2 separate regions of the Mus musculus genome follow, and region 1 is linked to region 2. The links are chromatin contacts, called in public promoter capture Hi-C maps. All regions are on one chromosome and are shown on one strand. The core of a region is the stretch at or near the end of the contact, and the rest is flanking DNA. Distances in the headings are between cores, read along the strand shown. Region 1 holds the start of Prr7 (proline rich 7 (synaptic)). Region 2 holds the start of Rgs14 (regulator of G-protein signaling 14).

Evidence for each region. Capture Hi-C pulls out chosen DNA fragments and counts their contacts.
Region 1: a promoter capture Hi-C map of adipose tissue shows a contact between it and region 2. The contact joins the promoter of Prr7 here to the promoter of Rgs14 in region 2. A contact is called at or near these places in 23 of 39 promoter capture datasets (the 3T3-L1 cell line, 3T3-L1-derived adipocytes, the C10 cell line and 16 more), 2 of 15 datasets of contacts at CTCF or cohesin (large pre-B cells and stem cell-derived epiblast-like cells), 6 of 484 Hi-C or Micro-C datasets (CD4 T cells, embryonic fibroblasts, embryonic stem cells and 3 more), 18 of 115 datasets of contacts at active chromatin or transcription factors (the 230-238 cell line, CD8 T cells, DN3 thymocytes and 10 more) and 4 of 9 other capture datasets (adipose tissue, embryonic stem cells, liver and 1 more).

Annotation. Positions count from the first base shown.
Region 1 is chr13:55,462,744-55,469,037 of GRCm38.p6, forward strand. It overlaps Prr7 (proline rich 7 (synaptic)), which reads left to right and starts at 1,524. Exons shown (of 3, transcript NM_001030296.4): 1 at 1,524-1,671.
Region 2 is chr13:55,367,547-55,374,262 of GRCm38.p6, forward strand. Rgs14 (regulator of G-protein signaling 14) reads left to right here and starts at 2,186. Exons shown (of 15, transcript NM_016758.3): 1 at 2,186-2,390. The coding sequence starts at 2,346.

The DNA.
Region 1 (6,294 bases), core at 274-2,773, 95 kb after region 2:
TGCAGTTGCAAACATGCAGCCAATGTTAAAAGCTCTGCTTTGTGTGCTCTACTGGAGGTTGGGAGGGTCCCTGAAGGGTTAAGGGCCTGTCCCACCTTACACAAAAAGCACCCTAATATAACGTGGGTAAACCATTCTCTACTATTCCCATCCATGTGGATTAGGTGGTGGTAGGCTTACACACACACACACACACACCATGTGGGCATAGCTCAGCGGGACAGGGGCTTTTCTAGCATTTGAGAGAATCCTGGGGTTGATCCCCTGTATGATAAGGGAAAACCAAGTCAACTCAAAAAGGGGGGGGGGGGCAGGCTCCTGTTAGTTGCTAACATTACACAGGAGGATGTGACTACCAGAAAGAAGCAAGGGGCCCCAGCTGATTGTGGCTTGCCATTATTGAGTCTTAACTCTTGAGTCTCTGGAATCCTGGTGGCCAAATTAGAAATCAGACCAGTGTGTTGTGGAACAACTTTTGTTAGAGTCCTACCTTTGATGGCACCCATGGGTTGGTAGAGACAACTGTTATCTCCCTGAGAACCGGTTGTTCACACTCAAGGAAGGCACTAACCCCTAGGCGGTTGTGTGGAGTATGTATCCTTCTCTACCCCCAAAGCATGAGTTAGTTCATTGGACAGGCGTCCTAGATGTCACCTGTGCATTTGTCTTTACTAGAGCTACTGGGAAAGACAGTTTTCTCACTGGGAATGGCTGGCAGAGCTTAAATCCAGCTGTTGGAGACCACCCATACCTCCATTTGGGGGCAGCGTGCCTAATGCCAACGTTTGAAACGCCTGGAACCAACTGTGACATGAGTTCTGGGTTCACTGGCTTTATGTGCCCTTTCCCCTTGGCCTCCAGTTTAAGATCCTGGCTCTCAGAGCCATTACTGTTCCAGTTGACATGGTGGGAGGTGCTTCGGGGAGTTCACCCTTAATGCCACAGAGAAGTTGAAATAGAAACGGTAGAAAGGCAAGCACAACCAGTGTCAAATGAAGATGGAGCCAGCTATGAGCATGCCCGTGGAACCATAGCAGTTTAGTGCTCAGGTGGGTCTGTGATGCTTCTCAGTTGCAATGTTGGAATGCATACCTTCTGGAACAGTGGTTGGGGTCGTGAGTTGGGAGGAAGCCACACCGGGGTGCTGATTCCATCGAGTCCCTGCCCCCATTACCTGTGTTTGAATATGCCCAGGTTGAGCTGTGTGAGTCTCCGGGTTTGTTACCTCAGCTGCTCCGCTAAGCATCCGGCGTCTATGGCCGCAAAGCTGCCAGTGTGGCCTTCACCCCCAGCCCCTTTAGATAGCCTGTTGCCTGGGAGCTGTACGGAGTGTACTTTTTATTTTTTTGCGCTGGGATGCCCTTGGTATTGCGAGCCCACATCCTCTGCCGCGTCTGCGTGCGGCAGGTGGGTCCGGAGTCCCACCCACCCCTTCCCTCGCAGCAGCCTTGGCGGCGTGAGGGGGGGGGGGCTCTGTTGGCTGCGCGCGCGCGCACGCCAGGCTCAGCACGCGCCCGTGCGCGCGCCCCGCGCCTCCAGCCCAACGCTCCGAGCGGCTTTCGTTGCCACTGTCTGCTCCCCGGAGCCGCTGCCGGCTCCAAGCTTGGGTTCTGTCCGTTGGGCCGCTTGCCCCGAGGCAGGAAGACGAGTTCGAAGAGGATGCCTGGGCCCGTGAGTACCGCGACGGCTGCGGGCCGGGCGGGAACAGAGCGCGGGCGGAAGATGGTCTTCGGGCTGATGACCCTCCCTGCGGGTGGCTCAGAACCCTAGCCTGGTATCGCCACTCGGACCCCGACCGGGACAGCGGGCAGCCCCTCCCCCAGCCCACACCGGAGGGAAGGAAGGAGGGGAAAGTGAGCGAGGGAGCCGGAGCCGGGCGCGAGCGGCCACCAGTTCGCTTGGAAACCGTTGCCACAGCAACGGGGTTGCGCTCCCCGGCAACGCGACTGCGGGGTGGCGACGCCCCCTCCCCCACCACGGCCGGGGGCGCGGGAGGGGGGAAGGGGGTGCACTGTGGAGAGAGCATCGCTCTTCTGGCCAGTCTGGGTGTGCCTGCCTCAGCACGTCGAGGGTGGGGGTGAGGGAGAGCGGCTCCGTGGGCATGAGCCGGCTCCCACGTGGCTGCAGTCGTCGCAACAGGACTCCCAGGGTGGCTGCAAACGTGGAGGCGGCCCAGACCCTGGGCCTGCCACGGGAAAAAGGCCTGGAGGTTGGGTCTGGGGTCTCTGCCTGGTAACTACCATTGCTAGTATCACCACTAGGGTGGTCTCCCGTTCCCTTGAAACATGGCCTAACAGAAAATCGTATTCTCCGGAGGTGGTTTATTTGGTTTTTTAAACTAGAGAAGAGGAAAGAAGCTAGCAGCGTCTCTTCTCATGGCCAGTGCATGTGCCAAATCATGGGTTTGCGGTGGGCCTCTGTTTGATGTCCTAGCCACCATTCTCCAGGGAGGAGTAGAGACAGAGCAAAGGACACTGCTGACCCAGGAGAGCTGAATCCCAGGCCAGCTGGGAGCAACCCAGCTCATTGTCTGGACCACAGTGCCCCTTTCTTGTCTGCACAATGCCTTGACTGTGTGGGGTGGCATGGAGGATGGCCTGCAAAGAGGCCAGTGCCACATGGAGGTGCCCTGCCCAAGGGAGCTCCTCGGACGGCTGCTGAGTCAGAAGAAATGACCTCTGGCTCCCCTCCCAACCTCCCCTCATCAGACAGTGTGCTGGAGAGAGAAATGGCCCCCCTGCCAGCAGGACCTGACTCAGCAGATGCCGGCCCTGACCACAGGCTTCAGACCCAGCATCCCCAAAGCCACAACCAACCATCCCTAGCTTTCTCTTTCTATCCAGTGAAGTATCTGTGCCCAGGATCTGGGGCATTTGAGGCCTTGGCATAGGATGCCCTTAAATGGATGCTACCTGGGAAGGCAGGCAGGGAGACCTGGAGAATTAGTCACAGGTTCCTTTCATTCTCTGCCTGCTCTGTGTGCAATCTGAGTGCTCTACATCCTCAGTCTCTATCCTTAGAGCAGTTGTGCAAGGTAAGTTTGCTATGCCTGTTGTAGAGATGGAGAGTCTTGGGGCTCAGGAAGTAAGGGGACTTGCCCAAGGTCAAACACCAGTAAGCACTATCCTGGGTTTCCAGTGCAGGTCCCACTGCTGACATAGGCCCCCCTGAGCCATGCGATCCAGGCAGGAAAGGCTCTAGATGGAGCTTGCCAGAGGAACATTCTTAGCCTGCCTTCGTGTTCCTCCAGTGAGGAAGTTCCCCATTTCGAGCCTTGGTGCACCTTTCCTCCTTCTCGCTGAATCAGCTGGCTTCTTTCTCCCTCACATGCAGCACAGGGTGTGCTATTGATAGGCTGCCTTCTTGTCTCCTGCCTCCATTTTCTCTCTAGCTGACTCCAAGCCTCAGGCTGGCTGCCTTAGTCCCCTGGGAAAGCCCCCAGCCCCTGTCTCTGGTATATAGGCTTACTGGCCTCTTACGGCTTGTATTTCTAATGATGAGACAATCTGGCAAATCCAGATTAAGATAGTGCTGGAGCCCTGTGATTGGCCAGACCAGCTCAGAGACTGGGAGCCTTCATGTGTCCTAGGGGCAGTGGGATGAGGGATGTAGCCAGGGGCCTGCTCAGCAGTTAATGTCACCATGCAATATGTGGACTTCATGTGTCTAGATCATCCAGTTTTTGAAATCATGCTTAAAACTGACCTTTGTGCAAATGTTGGGAAAATGAATGTTGAAAAAATTGTTACTCACTGGCCAACAAGACACATCCACGGACTGTGTTAAAGTTGAAGGTCTTAACTCTTGACCCTGCATGCAGCCCATAGTAATGTGGGGGGATTTCTGTTGGACCACCACCATAGTGCCGGGTGCTGGCCTGCAGCTGGCCACACGTAGTTGTGTACATGAGACTTACAGTGATTTCACATCTGTTGTGTCTCTTCCCGCCCCAAAACTGACTTGGGCATTACTGGACGGGTTTGGGACAGGTTTGGGTCTTTTTTGTCTGTCTATTTTTGGTTTATTCACATTGTGTTTGGGTGTTTTACCTACAACTCTATCTGTGTACCATGTGTGTGCTTGGTGCCTATGGAGGTCAGAAGAGGGCATCAGATGCCTGGAACTGGAGTTTCAGGTTGTAGTTAATCACACTATGTTTGTGCTGGGAATTGAACCTGGGTCCTCTGCAAGAAGAACAAGTGCTCTTAACTACTGCACCATCTCTCCAGCCCCTCAGCCAGGTCTTAGCATCCATGTTCTACCTTAGCTGTGTGACTAGGATGGGATCACGGGGTTAATTAGGACAGAAACAGGTTCTTCTCTGCGCTTGACTTGTTAAAACGGGCTGCTCCTTCTGACACATGAACATTATCTTTCCTACCAGGTGGCCTCCTCCCTTGCAAGAACAAATCCTGTCCATGTTGAGTGAGGGGTGGGGACACAGGGAAGCACAGAAATGAGGTTTTAATATGGGCTTGGGCTTTCCCTGCCTCCATTCCTCCACTGCCTCCGACAGGGTCAGAGCTGAGAAATGTGGGCCTAAGGAAATCCTCTGTGTCCAAAAATCGACTGGAACTCGTCTCTGGTGTCCTGTGGCAATTTCTTTGTGCTGAGGTCAGGTCACACATCCTACTGAGATTATTGGGAGTGAGGTTATGGCAAACCCATGCAAGACTGACTCTGGGAGACAAGTTCAGCTCTCTCTGGCCTCAGTGCATCTGTGTTGGTGTGAGAGAGAGGTGTAGAAATGTCACCTTTGTCTCCCTGGTAAGCCTTGCCTGCCATGACTGGACTCGGCAGTCTTCAGGGCTTTCCAACCAAGTGAGCCCATGACTTGACCTCCTGAGTGTTGCTGAGACCACAACTGTAGAGGCTAGTGACACCTGCAAGGACAGGTGACAGCGACTTCCCTCCTCCACCCTAGCCATGTGTTCAACCACTCTGTCTCCTCAATATATTTTTCCTCGTATTCATAGATGACTGGGTTTTTGCTTTGGTTATAACCCAGCCTGACTACCAGTTTTTATGGTGCATACCAGTTTTAATGGTGCATACCTTTAATCCCAGTAGTTGGGAGGCAAAGGCAGGTAGATCTCTGAGTTTCAGGCCAACCTGGTCTATATAGTGCCATGACAGCCAGAGCTACATAATGAGACTGTGTCTTCAAAACAAAACAAACCCACCCCTAGAGGGCTAAGAGCTGGGTCATGGCTTTTTTCAGTGATGTTTCCCAAGATGAACTATACCCTGATCCAGCTCCTGAAGTATTCTCCTCCCCTACAGCTAAAACACCACTCAAATCACTCCCACAAGTGGCTTTTAGCTACTGTGTGTCAGTTGATCAGGCCTTGGTTAATTCCCTAGTGCATTCCAAGATGACTAGGCTTTATTATCCTCACCCTGGCTAGGGCTGTGACGTAGCTCAGGGCAAACACATTCAGGGAACGGTAGAGGAGGCCAAGAGGCCCTGGCAGGAACGCATTCTGGAGACCATGACCGAGGTCCCGGGGTTCTCTGGCATCTCATATGCTGGGAAATTGTTAGAAATTTGAACTCTGAAGCCAGGTGTGGTGGCTTTTGCCTGTGAACTCAGTTTTGAGGAAGAGGAAGCAAGAGGGCTGTGATGGCGTCCAAGGCCAGTGTGGGTGACCTAGTGAGTTCAGGACGAGAAATGTGAACCCCCAGACCTCTTGAATCGTGTGGTGGTGGGTGGTGCTAGATCTCTAGATCTGGACAAGCTCCCCTTCCTTGTATTTCAGACACTTGTACAGGTTTTGAGATGCTCTATCGTGCAGGCCACGCTTTTTAAAGCCCCCTGCCCCACGGCATTTCCCTGCCTCTGTGCATGCTTTGGCCCTAGCTGGGGGAATATGCAGACCTGGGATCTTGCTCTCAGCCACTTGCTGTCTCTATGTCAAAGATGTTGATACACTTGTACAGGTTTCAGAGGTACCATTCCAAAACCCACCAGCCACCCCCCAGCCCAGAAGCAGACAACTCAGTGACCTTTGCAGAAATGAGCACAACTTTTATCGTAGGGATTCCTGAGGAAACTGAGCACAGTGGTTAGAAAACACCTGGAGTCTTGCTTTCATCCCTTGCTGTAATCCCAGGATGGTCTAAGAAACCCCAGCAAAACCATATGCCCTAAATGCTATACAAATCAGGATGAAATCCTAAGAAATGTTTAAGAATCTGCAAGAATATAAGGCAATGAGAAAAAAGAGAAAGAGGGAATACAGTGAATGAGAAACTTGGCTGATGGAAGGAGCGGTCCATCTGGAGGACGTAGCC
Region 2 (6,716 bases), core at 936-3,435:
ACACTGGTACCACGGTCACCTCTGAGGGCTCTTTGAATCATCCAAAGCCGGTGATCCAGATTGATGGATGTCGCACCCCCATGCACCAGAGCATAGACCCTGCTTCTCTCCTCTTGTGGCTCCAAGATCCTCTAGGGTCTTACCATCTTCTATATCCAGCCAGGGCACCCGTCCTTAGGCTATTAAGCCTGATGGTCTCTGCATTTTATCCCTGGGACCCAGGTAGTGAGAGGAGAGAACCAAGTCCTAAAAGTTATCCTCTGGCCTCTGGGCCACAGCATGATCATGTGCCTACATACAGTAAGCTAATTAGGGAACAAACTCTTTCTTTTGTTCGTTCGCTCTTTCCTTCTCCCCCCCCTCTCTTTCTTTCTTTCTTTCTTTCTTTCTTTCTTTCTTTCTTTCTTTCTTTCTTTCTTTCAGATTTACTTATTTTATGCATATGAGTGCATCACCATTGTTGTCTTCAGACACACCAGAAGAGGGCATCAGACACCATTACTGATGGTTGTGAGCCACCATGTGGTTGCTAGAAATTGAACTCAGGACCTCTGGAAGAGCAGTCAGTGCTCTTAACCACTTAGCCATCTCTCCAGCCCAGGAACAAACTTTTTCAAAGAATGCTTCCCTTTACACATATTGAAAGGCTAACCACTCATTTTATTAATATTCAGAAATGTTGGAGGTGGAGCCTTTGGTCGGAAAGTATATCACGCAGGAGAGGGACCGGATATGATGAGACAAGTGTCCTTTATAAAACAGGACAGGAGACAGTATGCTCCCTATCTCTCTGCTTTCTGACACGTGGGCACAGCAAAAAGATGGCCGTCTGCAAGCCATGACTCGTCAGAGCACAAGTGTGTCAGGGCTTGAGCCTGGACGTGCCACCTCCGGAATGGTGAGAACTGAGCGTCTGTTGTCCCGGCCACCCAGCACATGGCATTTTTTTTTCTTAATAATTTAAAAACTATTTTTATGTGTATGACCGTTTTGCCTGCCTGGGTGTCTGTATACCATCTGCATACCTGGTACCCTCAGAGGCCAGAAGAGGGCATCTGGTCCTCTGGAACTGAAGTCAGGAGCAGTTGTGAACTACCATGTGGTGACCAGGAATGGAACTCTGGAAGAGTAGCCAGTGCTCTTAACCACTGAGCCATCTCTACAGCCCGGTTTGTTTTCCTTTGTTTGTTTGTTTGTTGACCAGGTATCGTTATGTAGTCCTGGCTGATATGTAAATGAGGCTGGCCTTGCACTCAAAGAGCTCCACCTGCTTTTTGGAGTCTGAGCTAAGACAGTTCTGCACAGAGGTGGGCTTTCTACTGAGTATGGCTTACTTTACCTCTTTGGTATGGATATACCCAATCCATTCTCCTACCCTTCAGTGCATGTGTGCATACCCAGCCCCTGGGGTGTCTGACTATACATAGGCATGCCTATCATATGCACCCATCCAAGGCACTATACACTATCTATCTTATTTTGTTTACATTTAGATATAGATACAGACATAGTATAGATCCAGATTGAGTTTCCTGTAACTAAGTCTGACCTCAAACTGTTATTCCTGCCTCTGCCTCACAAGGGCTGGCATTACATACATGTGCTACCCTGCCCAGATTCGAGTGTGTATGCCTGAAGATTCAGGTGCCCTCGTGACACAGCATGCCCACATGCATGGTCACACAGGTGATGTGATTACCTCTTTGCTCACCTGGCTATCAGATGACAGCCTAGGGGCAGCAGTCTCCGCATGCAAACTGCCTGAGCTAGGGTTGCTAAGCATGCATAAGCCTGGGACATAGAAGGTAAATGAGTAGTGAACAATGCACTTTTGTGGATGCCTAGGACTCGGAACACATGCCCCATGTCCATGGAACCCCCCCCCAGACTGTCTGCTCCACAAGTGTCTAGTTGTATGAGCATGCACTTCAGCATGCTGACACATCCTTGGAGCCTTCAGATTGAACACTCCAGGTACCTCGCTGGGCAAAAGGAGGCTCCTGCTGGCTGTTGGTGCTTGCATGGTGTGCAACCGAGGGTGCGTTGGCGGCATGTGTGTGTGCATGAACGTGTGTGTGTGTGTGTGTGTGTGTGTGTGTGTGTGTGTGTATGAGAGTAGGAAGAGACATTCGCTCTCTTAGACCTTGCTTCTTTCTGTGGTTTGGTTTCTATAGAGACACTTCCTGTGGCAGAGAAAAGAGGTAGTGAGCTGGTGTTTCAGGATGTAAGGGCCCGGAGGAGCAGAGCTCTCTCTCTCCACTGCCTGCTTGCCACCCCAAGAGAGTGCTTCCGCGATCCTTGTGGTGGGTGGCCCCCCGTGGAGGGGACCTGTGATCAACGGCGGTATGCCAGGGAAGCCCAAGCACTTGGGTGTCCCCAACGGGCGCATGGTGAGTGTGGGCTCTGAGCCAGAGCCACAGGGAGGGGGGTGGGCACACCCAGGGTGGAGTCCAGGAGGCACACCCAGCAGGGTTGCAGAGGAGCAGGCTGGAGAAGTTGGGTACAGACAGCTGCTGGCATTGGGACCTGGTGCTGTCACCCTAGGACCCTTCCAGATGCCCTGCTAGGAGTCTGGTGCAACCCCAGGGATTAGTCCAGAACACAGCAGACTTAGGTCTCTGGTTCCACATGCAGGTTGGACTCGCTGCTCCCTCATCCGCTACTGGGATTACTGAAGTTGATTACAGAGTAGCCTGGAGATCCAGTGGTCACTTCTAAAACTTCTCAAGCCCTATGTCTCAGGCCCTCAGCCCTCCTCTCTTCATCTCACGCTCTAAGTGCCCAAGATAAGGTTTTAAGAGCAGCCCTTGCTGGATCACTGCATCAACCTGCTCCAGAGGCAGCCTGCCAGAACTAGTGTTCTTTGGGCAGCCCAGGACGGGTCAGTAAGGGCAGGACAGGAAGATCAGCTCTGTCTGGTCTATTCCTAGCTTCCAGGAAGGGTGTGTGTGTGTGTATGTGTGTGTGTGTGTGTGTGTGTGTGTGTGCGTGCAACTTAGTATAGGATGCCCTGGTTGCAGCCCTAACCCATTAGACCTTCTCCAGGCTGTTTAACTCCTGACTAGAGTTGTCTCCAAGTTTCTGGCTCTTCTTTCATTCACCAAATAGGACAGGCTGTGTTGAGCCTCCCTTTTCTCCTTAGGGACCTGGCTCACCTAGCAGGATCACTCCAGGGGGACCAAACAGTGTCCTGGTAACCTCTATCTTAAGGCCCCAGCCTAGAACCATGGGATAAAGCCAGTGGGTCCAGAATAACCTGGGATCCAGAGAGAGAGACCTGGGATCCAGTTCTAGCTCTGCTGTCTTTTCCCAAGAAAGATCCTGTCCTGTTTCGTCATCAGTAAAATGAAATAGAAACTGATCAATGTCCTGTTTGCTGAGTGCCATAATGAATATGAGACACTTGAGCATTGTAAAGGCTACGGAAGGGTTATCCTGATAACCCCTGTACTTTCATCCCCTCTTTAAGAATCTTCTATCTCATTAAACAGTTCCCACCTCTGCCTTCCAGTTCCCAAGGTTAGTTCTCATGTTTTGTCGGGAAGCCCTTTGCTGACGCCCCATGCTGTTTGGGTGGAAGGGAGACCAATTCCAAAAGTTGGCTCAGCCCCCACCCTACTTCCTCTACCACCAACCCAACTTAGAAAGTCTGTGGAGAGCCCATCCCCCTGCACCCACGCTGGGTGGGCATGGCACTTGGCTTGCTCCTCTCTAGGTGACTTGGCCACAGGGCCAAGGAGAAATAGCCCAGGCCCTCCCCGCAAAGAATAGCTGGATTGATGCTTCTGGGACAGAACCCAGAACCACACACCAGCTGAGAGGGCTGGAGATAGACCCAGCTTGTCCTTCCTGTGTCAGCTGGTGGCTTCTCTATCCAAGTCATTCAGAATAAAGAGGACAGTACAAGCTGAGTCCTGCCAAGCCCACAGCTGCCCTAGATCCTCTCGGCAATTGTCCCATATGTTTATTTCTGTCCTGTTTGGATCCGTTTTGAATCCTCTGTATGACCCCTGAAACCTCATGGTTCACAGATGTCCACTTGCTGGACAATGGGCAGCTTTGTGAGGCCATACTTGGCTGGGGCAGAGATGGGAAGACAGGCATTGGCAACGATGGTGTAGATGTGAACGAAGAGGGGCCTGTGGGCAAGGTGTCCGGCTGTTATCTCACGGGGGAGGCTTGGAGGAGCAAAACCAATATGCTGTAGAGCAGAAGGGTCACCATTTGCACACACCCGCTGAGTCCCCCCCCCCCCAGCACTGTCCTGCTTTGGTTCCTTTCCATCCCCCACCATTCCTTGCTGAGGCGCTGTCAATCATGAGCCTCATCCTTCTGGCAGTCAGCTGTCACTTAGAGAGGCTCCTAACCCCTCCCAGAGAAATCGTCTCTTGGTACCAGCTGTCACTTGGCTTGTGCATTCACTCAGGGGCTCCTCTGGGTCGTCCCACCCTGAGCCCTTAAGACCCAGGTCCCAGTCCCCAGTTAGCACTAGTCAGCGAGGCATGACAGACATGAGTGAAGAGTACTGAAACACACTTCTGGTTTGGAAGAGCTGTAGGTCAGGAGTGGGGAAAGGCTGAGAAGAGCCTCATAAGGAAAACCATCTTCTCCATTAACATCTAACACTGTAGAAGATGGTCTTTAAAACACATACAAGCTACAGGGGCAGTGGTCTGGGGGGATACTTGCACATAGGAAAACGTACAGAGGTGGTGGAGGGCTATGCCCCAAGGGAGTCTGTGAGTTTAACTTTGGGTTAGTCATAGTTCTCTTTCTGGACACTCAGAGTTGGTCCTCTGACACACTCTGGCAAAGAGACCTGAGTAGATCCATGTGCCTGTACGCTCCTGGTGTCCAACTCAGGGTCAGGGATGGCAGTGCGGGGGGTACATTGTAGAAGGGCATGTGGTGGAGAAAGCTCTACAGAGCTGGCTCAGGCTGAAGTGATCCGGTACCTAGGGTTGTATAGTTATAGACATCCACAGAGTGAAACAAGACCACAGGTCACATGCTCACCTCTGGGAAGGCACCCAGGAAGTGGGTGAAAAATCTGGAATAAAGTTTTGGTTTGAGGAAGAGTCGAGATAAGGGAGAGAGATAGCCTGATAGCTGATTGCTCTCTCCTTGAGATCTGAATCCTCTAGGGCATTCCTGGGCCTCACCTCCATTGACTTCACCCATTTGTGCCCAAGGGCTACAAGCCCTGGACCTCCAAGCTCTCCTGTCTATAAGGGAAGTGACAAGGCTGGGTGTGGTGACATGTGCCCGTAATACCGATGCTCTGAAGGCAGAGGCAGGTGGATCCACTGGAGATTAGAGGCCAGCCAGGGCTACAGAGGGGGTGCCAGGCCAGCCAAGGATACAGAGGGAGACCCTGTATCAAATACGTGTATGGAAGCAGCATAGAGAAACGTGGTGAAGTCTTCAGATTTCATCACTGACAGGCAAGCTTGGCATCTAATATTATCTCTGCCCCAATTCAACTCTATAACTTGTCTGGGCTTCAGGTTCCTTGCCTGTAAAGCAGGGTCATTAATATCTGCTGCAGGAGACAGAGATGTTGAAGGTGGAGTAAAAAGGTAGAATACATGTGGCCTGTAACACAGCTGGATCAGGAAACTCGAGGTGGCCTCCCCAGTGTCCTCAGGTACCAGAAGTCCCCTTGGAGCCACTTCCTAAGAATGAAGCGTGACAAACTAAAGCCAGAGACCACTATGGGTTAGGACTGTCACCGGCCACCACACCCTTCCTCATCCTTTCTTCCCCTTTTCCTTCATTCACTCAGCAGGGCTCCTCGAGCAGAGGTGAGAATCAGGGTCACCACTGAACCTTACTTCTCCTTGTCTTGTAGCCTGTGTAAGTCATAGCTGTGGCTCTAGACCCCACTTTGCCCTCTTTAGCCTCCCAGCAGCCCCCAGAGGCTGGGAATCGGAGCCTAGCACTCCCCTGGGGGAAATGGGCTCAAGTAAAACCAGCTATTTCAGATTCCCAAATGACTGAGCAGGAATTGGGCTCCTTTTACCCCAGCTTGAGATTCCTGTCCCTCTTCCAGTTCTGTCCCAGTTCCATTTTCAATAAAAGAAGCTGGAACAAAGAACCTGGTGCCTGGGCCAGCATCTTAGTCAAGACTGCTTAAGCATAGGGTCATAGAGGGCGCCCCTGGAGCAGGGATTTCAGATAGACTCCCTTCCCAACAAGACCTCCCCTCCAGGAGCTACCTACCAGACTTCGGGGAAGAGGGGCCCAGGGGTGAGTAGGTATAAAGGGAATGGTGAAGACTAGCATTTGGGGACAATTGATGATGGATAGGAATCCAGGAGCAGTGCCAGGAGGCTACAGAAGCAGGTACCCAGGTGGAGGAAACAGCAAAACAGGAAGCAGGGGGGTGGGGAAAAATAGAAGTTTGATAAAGTGTAGGGTGGAGTCGAGGAGGAGGCAAATGATGATGGAGGGGCGCATTAGTCAGGTACAGGTAGGGGTGTAGCTGTAACTTGGCAACAGCAATCCTACTGAGGCAGGCAAGGAATTGAATCCAGGGTGGAACAGTGGGGAGGGAAGGGCCCAGAGAAAACCTGAAGCCAGCCCTACTGAAGAGCATAGTTAATTAAAGATAATATAGAAATAAAACTCTTGAAAGCCAAACAAAATCCTAGTGCGGCTGGCTTCAATTCCAGTGCCTTTGGCTGTCAAGGACTCCTGCCCAGAGCGAGCTACCT